Linked DNA regions of Drosophila melanogaster: region 2 is linked to region 1. A link is a contact called in public HiChIP or PLAC-seq data. All regions are on one chromosome and are shown on one strand. Each heading gives the region's core, a stretch centred on a gene start, on an enhancer-like site or on the middle of the called end of the contact. The rest is flanking DNA. Distances are from core to core; before and after follow the strand shown.

Region 1 (3,487 bases), core at 491-2,990:
AAAACCGAAAATCGCAATGTTCAAATGCAATTTCCCCGTGGCGTCGGTCAGAGCTAAAGCCAAATGGTGGCGGCGGCCCGCCCCCCGGAAAAGCGGAAAAGCCCATCCCGTCCCATGCCGTATCTTCGACATTGGCTGACACTTGCAAAACGAGACAAGCACTAAGCGGCTTAAGCAACCCTCGCAGATGTTGGGTTTTCACCAGGGCAAAGGCATATCGCATTCGAAACCTAGAAGAGGTTGCAAAAATGTAAACTATTTAGCGCTTTTACGCTTTGCAGGAAGGTTGCATGATGACGACGATGACACAGCCCCCACCACCCATTCTAAGCCACATACAGTGGATATCGGCTATAGCGGTCGATACCCAGTAAAAATTATATTGATATTGATCGCTGGATAAAAATATCTTCTTGGGGGCTAGGAAATATAGGATATATCGGTCGTAGATTTCTCAACCGTCTTTAGCGATAGTTGCGTGACACGAACAGCGATCCCACTCCAACGGGCAGTGGGGTTACTTGCGACAAAGCTCCTTATCGAGTAACTCATGTGATTCCGTTCCATTCCTTCGTCGGCGATTTCATAGCTACACATTCTGTTTGAATCACGCCCGTGTTTATCAGCTCGATGACGTCATTGCCAATATAGGCGAAACAAGAAAAAACACAGCTAATAAACCAAAAATCATTTGGGAGACATTAGCGCAGGACAGAGATGGCGTGCTTAACAGCGCGATCACTGTTAGTATTATGTAAACGCTAATGAGCGTAGCGTAGATGCTGTCGCTGTTGTTGTTGTTGTTTTTATGGTTTTTGCTGTTTTTCAAGAGGAGCAATGAAAATCAATTAAAACTAATTGATTCAAGAGTCAAATTCAAACGGTTGCAGCGGCAGCAGCGGTGGCGGCGGCGGCGGTAGAGAGAGGGGCTGTCGCAACAACAAAAAGAAAACCTACTACCATTTAAGCGAACAATGTGCAATAATTAGAAAATGCAATCGCACACACACACACACGCAGATAAACTGTGTAATAAATTAAAATGGGGACAGTGGCGTGGGAGGGGCGTAGAGGGTTTGGGGGGGAGGTTTTGGGAAAGTAGGATTGAAAGAGGGGGAAATTTCGCATCTACTTACTCTCCAGCAGCCGCTGTATCAAGCTGTCCACATTCAGATCGAAGTCGCCCATTTTTCAGCAGCTAAATTGTTCTTCTATTGGCCGCGTTTTGTTGTTGTGGCCAGCTGTTCCAGAATTCCGATTGGAATTTTTGGCGCAACAACTACACGCACGCACACACAAGCACACACACACGCACAGCGACGCCCGTTAGCTTATAAACTTGTATTGTATGCTATTGTAAACAATAAACTTTGTTTAATTCAAATAGTCGTTATATTCTTTTCTCTTTTTTGGTCGTTTTCTTACTTGCCGCAAAAGGCAATTTCACTTTATGCTCTCTTTTTTTCTTATTGAGATTTTGTACGGTGGGCCGCTGATGTTCACTGATGTTGCACGAGGGGCAAGAACAGAAAAAAAAATATATAGACGCACGGCTGATCGACTTTCGGGATCGCAAATCGATCAAGGAATATATAAAATATATATATCTATATAGATGTGTTAGATCTCTGCAGGGGGAGAGGAGCTGAGAAATCGGCTTAACTGAGAATTTATAAACCAGCGTAATCTTTTCTCCGCCAATAACAAAACTCGTCGGACAGCTAGCTGAGTATGACCGTTTGCCGGAAGGCTGAAAAAGTTTTTGGTGGCGGCGGCTTTACAGTTCGACTTTATCGATAGTCCGATGGGCAACGAAGCCAGCCAGTGCTCAGCAACGCGGGAGTTAACTGTCAAAGTCCTTTTTCGCACTTCAACGCTCGTGCCTTCAAACTTCTTACTGTGAACTCAAATCTCGACCGAACAAGTTGTGTGCTCCCTATGATTTCGTTATTAACTGATATTAACTACACACACATTTCTCTAATCCTTGCACACACATAGCTAAATCGAAATGGCTCTTTCGACCATCTGTCCGTTCCTCGTCGCCAACAAGAAAAACTCGAAGCACGCGGCTTTGCTATTTTTGATCTCAAGTGGATTGATGATTTTTAATATGGGCGACTTTATCGACGACTTGATGATCATACGGCTAGATTAAGATCAATTGTTCGAAATTGAAGTCAAAATAGTCATTGCCGGGAACGAAACCTTTATTTTTATTTGTTTTTGAAAGATGCAGATAAGCCTAAGAACTTGCGGAAGAAGTAACCATCTAATTGCAATCGTATCGAATTACTATTACTAAGCTGAGTTCACATGTTCCACATCATTTACAACTTTGAGTAATTATACCCTGACTAGTAATTTTATGTATAAAAAAATGTCAAGTGCAGGCTGCAATTTAAAATTCGCGCTGAAATAAGAGTAATTTTCCGGAAAAACTATTTACATATAATACATATAAATGCTTCGATATATATAGTACATAAAACCTATCGAGTGCCTCGGCATCCAGGCAAACAGCTGTTTCTGCCTCGATAGACCCCGGCAAAATGCATCTAATATCGATAGGCGATAGGTCGCGCACTTAAGAAATTGAATTTACCTAAAGTAAACACCAAACGAATCATAAAGCTGGGCCGCGCAATGAACGGAATGAACTATTTTCCGAACTATTACTCCATCGAGGACATATTCGTGACCCAGGAGAAGGTGGAATGTCGGGTGAACACCAAGCTGCAGCGGATGGGTAAGTGATTGGCTTGGACGGACACGCACATTCTGGCCAGTAATCCGACAATATTGAGTTGCTTGCAGGATTCCTGGACTCCGGCGCGGAATCGGATGACCTGGAGCCCGGCAGGACGGTCAATCTGCCGTTGTGGTACATCAAGGAGCTGAAGGTAAACAATGCCTACTTCACCGTCGCCGTGCCAGATATCTATCGCAATGTGCATAAGGCCGTCTGCGAGGCGGAGACCACGCACATCGAGCTGGGACGCCTGCACCCGTACTTCTACGAGTTCGGTCGCTATCTGACGCCCTACGATCGCAACCATGTCATCGGCCGCATCATCTTCGAAACGCTGCGCCAGAGGGTACGTCATCTCCTGGACATCTCGAAGAGCGACGGACAGGCAGCCAAGGCGGAGCATCGACTGGATAACATCGAGGCCAAGCTGCACGAGGCTGGAGTGCGCACCAACAGTCAGGTGGGTGGCTGTACTACCAGTCAAGTGGGCACGGAGTGTTATATTAATCACATAATTTCAGTACATCGAATGGCTGCAGATGACGGGCAACAAGATTCGCACCTCGGAGCTGGTCGAGGAGCACCAAAAGAAGCGGCGACGTGCGGATCGCAGCGATGACGAGGGCGATGCTCTGCCCAACAGCAAGCGGGCCACCTTGTAACAAGCAGAGTAAAACAACAAAAACAGACCACTGATGTACTGTGGAACTGTAGCAACTTTATTTCGTCCATTCG
Region 2 (3,487 bases), core at 310-2,809, 75 kb before region 1:
TTGATAAATGATATAAACATTAATTTATACCTATATTTTAAATGCATCATCTGGTTTTTCGTGTCCACCAAAACAAGGATAGCAAACAGCATAAGCATGATAACGATTACGATAACGATAGCGACGACGTTTAGGCCGGAAACGGAACGAAGAGGAAGTGTAGACGATGGTGGAGAGAATAGGAGAAGAGAAGTGAAGAGTACTTGGCATATAAATGCATACAAATATATGTAAACCATTTTTACATTCAATTCATTCAAATTAATTTTTAGTAATACTGAATTTTCGATAAACCGGGCCAGCAAACGCTACGCCCACCGCCCCGCCCCCCTCAAAAAAGTCCCTACCCACGAAAATGAGGAAATTTAAAGCAAGTTTGAAATGAAATAAAAACTTTAAATAAAATATTAAAAACAGAAAACCAAAAAGGAAATGGAACCCGAAGTTTGGTAGATGTGTTGCTAGACTAATGAAAACCACTGCTTACTCCATTCGTCGATTTTAGTTTGGGATAGATGGAACAGGTGGTTTCATGGAAGGTGTTCATAGATGTCTTTCGATTTTCAATTTCTTCTTTTGCTGTAGCTTGCGCCGCAATCATTGGATCATTACGTTCAACTTTGTTATGGATTCAAAAAACTAGAGCTTCCATTTTCGGGGCATAAGAACTGCACAGAAGTAGACAGCATACATGGAATTAGATATCTGGTAATATTGTGAGAAGTGGAACATACGTTCTGAATGAACTGAAGGTTATTATGGAACATCATCTTACTGCTAGGCTGAACCTCAATTAACAAGTGATATCCGCACTGGACGCAAGCTAATCTCTCTCTCTTCTAGAACCACTTATTATTACTTTTAGCCCGGTTGCGTATGCATTGCCGTGAGTACCTTGCAGCCCATAGATCGGTGTGGTTAGGGTATCCACCGCAGTGATGCCCACAAATCATGTGGCAGTCGCAGGATCGTTACATAATGCACTTCGTGGGTACAGTGTGTTACATTCTCAGCTTATTTATTCCTTCAAGGTCTTGCACTACACATAAAATAAACTGATCCGCAGTCCAGCGATGGCCCCGGATCCAAGACATCGATTGTGGCGGATGAGTTGTAGCCGCGTTGGAGCAGTTGCATCCCTCTACTTCTTCTTGGGCTTCAGCACCTGGTAGGCGATCAGCAGGCCCATCACGGCGTACGTGGCCTTGGCCACCTGGACAAGGACGGGATAAATGGATGGCATAACAATCGGATTAGCATTACCACGGGCACGACGTTCTGGAATTTCATCTACTCACATTTGCACGGCCGCTCATGGTGGTGCCATTGAAGATTTTCGACAGGCCGGTCAGTTTCTCGCCTTCGCCAGCCATTTCTGTGAATTGAAGGTGATGCGTTTCAAGTGGAACTTAGTGAATGGCTGAAGCGGTAACTTGGGCTACTCACTTAAAGGTTTATTTGCACGGAATTCGAGCTGCTAGTTGCCTGTAAAAAATATTTGCGAGCAGAGGTTATACAACTGAGTCTATCGAGGTCTATCGGTCTTCGATAACAGAAGGGTATGCCAGTCGTTGCTCATCGATACTATCGAGCTGGGCGAACAGTGTTGAAAGTGCCTGACCTGCCAACTGGCTGCAAATAAATTTCAGCTGACCATCATTGTCGGTGTGTTAGTCAACACTAATGAACACAATTTGGCGGGACAATTTGAAATATTGAATAATATTAATAAATATTAAATAAACAATATATATATATTTCCTAAATCATACAGTAACTAAAATTTATATTTATTTCCATATCATAACTTGTAACAATATATTCACATAACATATAATACCAAAAATATACTTTAATATTATAAACTAAATAGACTTAATCCTGGACGGCAAAACAAACTTTACTTTGGTCCACAAGCCATCGGACGGCAAATTGTCGAGTCCTTATCAAAAGTCAACGACAGCATTACGAATTGCGAATCTAATTAAGGAGCCAAAAATAGACGCGCCACAACTATTGCTCGTGTCGCTCAAATCTGCACAGACTCATTAAAATTATAATGCACTTCCTGGGAACTAAAGGCTGCCATTTGATTGTCAGGACAAGCGAGTGAAAGGGCCGGCATTAAATAGAATGCGGCGAAAGGCAGAAAAAATCGTGTAATTAGAGCCATAAATGCACTTCAAGTCCACCCAGGTCCACACCCATTTAACCCGCAAACCAATGCACAAAGGAAGCATATTAAATGAAAGTAGTGCCAAATCCTCCGACTCAACAATTAGTGAAAAATCAAAAAAAAAAAATATATATATATATACAGTCCGACCATACTAAACTCGATTCTATGACAAGTTGAACTTGTTGGTATTAAGACAATATTTTAAATAATAAAAAGTTCTACTTTGCTTGTACCTAATCAAAAAAACGCCCATTACATTGAAATATTCTAAAAAAATTCTAAAAAAAGATTGCCAGAGTATCCAAAGATAAGTAAGGAATTAAACAATTATTATTCTTTATGTTCTGAGCTTGACTGCATTTTTGACATGACATTAACTTCCACGCCCCCTCTGTGGAAAGTATAAGAACCCAACGACTGTACAGTCCGCCAGTTAAAGATGAGCGACAAGGTGAAGGGAAAAAAGCAGGAGGAAAAGGATCAATCCTTGCGGGTGCAAATTCTCGTTTATCGCTGCATGGGCATCGATTTGTGGAGCCCCACGATGGCGAATGACCGCCCGTGGCTGACCTTTGTCACAATGGGACCACTTTTCCTGTTTATGGTGCCCATGTTCCTGGCCGCCCACGAGTACATCACCCAGGTGAGCCTGCTCTCCGACACCCTGGGCTCCACCTTCGCCAGCATGCTCACCCTGGTCAAATTCCTGCTCTTCTGCTATCATCGCAAGGAGTTCGTCGGCCTGATCTACCACATCAGGGCCATTCTGGCTAAAGGTAAGTTTCTACTAATTAAAAAAAAATTTATATAACATAAAAATATATTTTATAATTTGCAGAAATCGAAGTGTGGCCTGATGCGCGGGAAATCATCGAGGTGGAGAACCAAAGTGACCAAATGCTCAGTCTTACGTACACTCGCTGTTTTGGACTGGCTGGAATCTTTGCGGCCCTGAAGCCCTTTGTGGGCATCATACTCTCCTCGATTCGCGGCGACGAGATTCACCTGGAGCTGCCCCACAACGGCGTTTACCCGTACGATCTCCAGGTGGTCATGTTTTATGTGCCCACCTATCTGTGGAATGTGATGGCCAGCTATAGTGCTGTAAGTTTCCTAACATACATAAAAAAAAACCAAAAAAAAAGGTGCTTATTACCATTGTAATTTTTCGAATTTAAGGTAACCATGGCACTCTGCGTGGACTCGCTGCTCTTCTTTTTCACCTACAACGTGTGCGCCATTTTCAAGATCGCCAAGCACCGGATGATCCATCTGCCGGCGGTGGGCGGAAAGGAGGAGCTGGAGGGG

Evidence for each region. HiChIP or PLAC-seq counts read pairs in DNA pulled down with a chosen protein or histone mark.
Region 2: a contact with region 1 is called in an H3K27ac HiChIP or PLAC-seq map of the Kc167 cell line, with 7 times the contacts expected there. The contact joins the promoter of Neb-cGP here to the promoter of flw in region 1. A contact is called at or near these places in 48 of 107 Hi-C or Micro-C datasets (the D17-c3 cell line, the Kc167 cell line, the ML-DmBG3-c2 cell line and 16 more) and 4 of 6 datasets of contacts at active chromatin or transcription factors (the Kc167 cell line and the S2 cell line).

Annotation. Positions count from the first base shown.
Region 1 is chrX:10,384,213-10,387,699 of dm6, reverse strand. flw (flapwing) reads right to left here and starts at 1,740. Exons shown (of 5, transcript NM_001272478.1): 1 at 1,137-1,740. The coding sequence starts at 1,188. Psf3 (Partner of Sld Five 3) reads left to right here and starts at 1,839. Exons shown (of 3, transcript NM_001298154.1): 1 at 1,839-2,749; 2 at 2,818-3,212; 3 at 3,274-3,487. The coding sequence starts at 2,647. The coding sequence ends at 3,414.
Region 2 is chrX:10,458,808-10,462,294 of dm6, reverse strand. It overlaps Neb-cGP (Neb-cGP,), which reads right to left and starts at 1,559. Exons shown (of 3, transcript NM_001272479.1): 1 at 1,447-1,559; 2 at 1,299-1,375; 3 at 417-1,213. The coding sequence starts at 1,373. The coding sequence ends at 1,142. Or9a (Odorant receptor 9a) reads left to right here and starts at 2,619. Exons shown (of 4, transcript NM_078552.3): 1 at 2,619-2,955; 2 at 3,018-3,283; 3 at 3,359-3,487. The coding sequence starts at 2,619. nocte (no circadian temperature entrainment) reads left to right here. Exons shown (of 6, transcript NM_001272480.1): 6 at 1-430.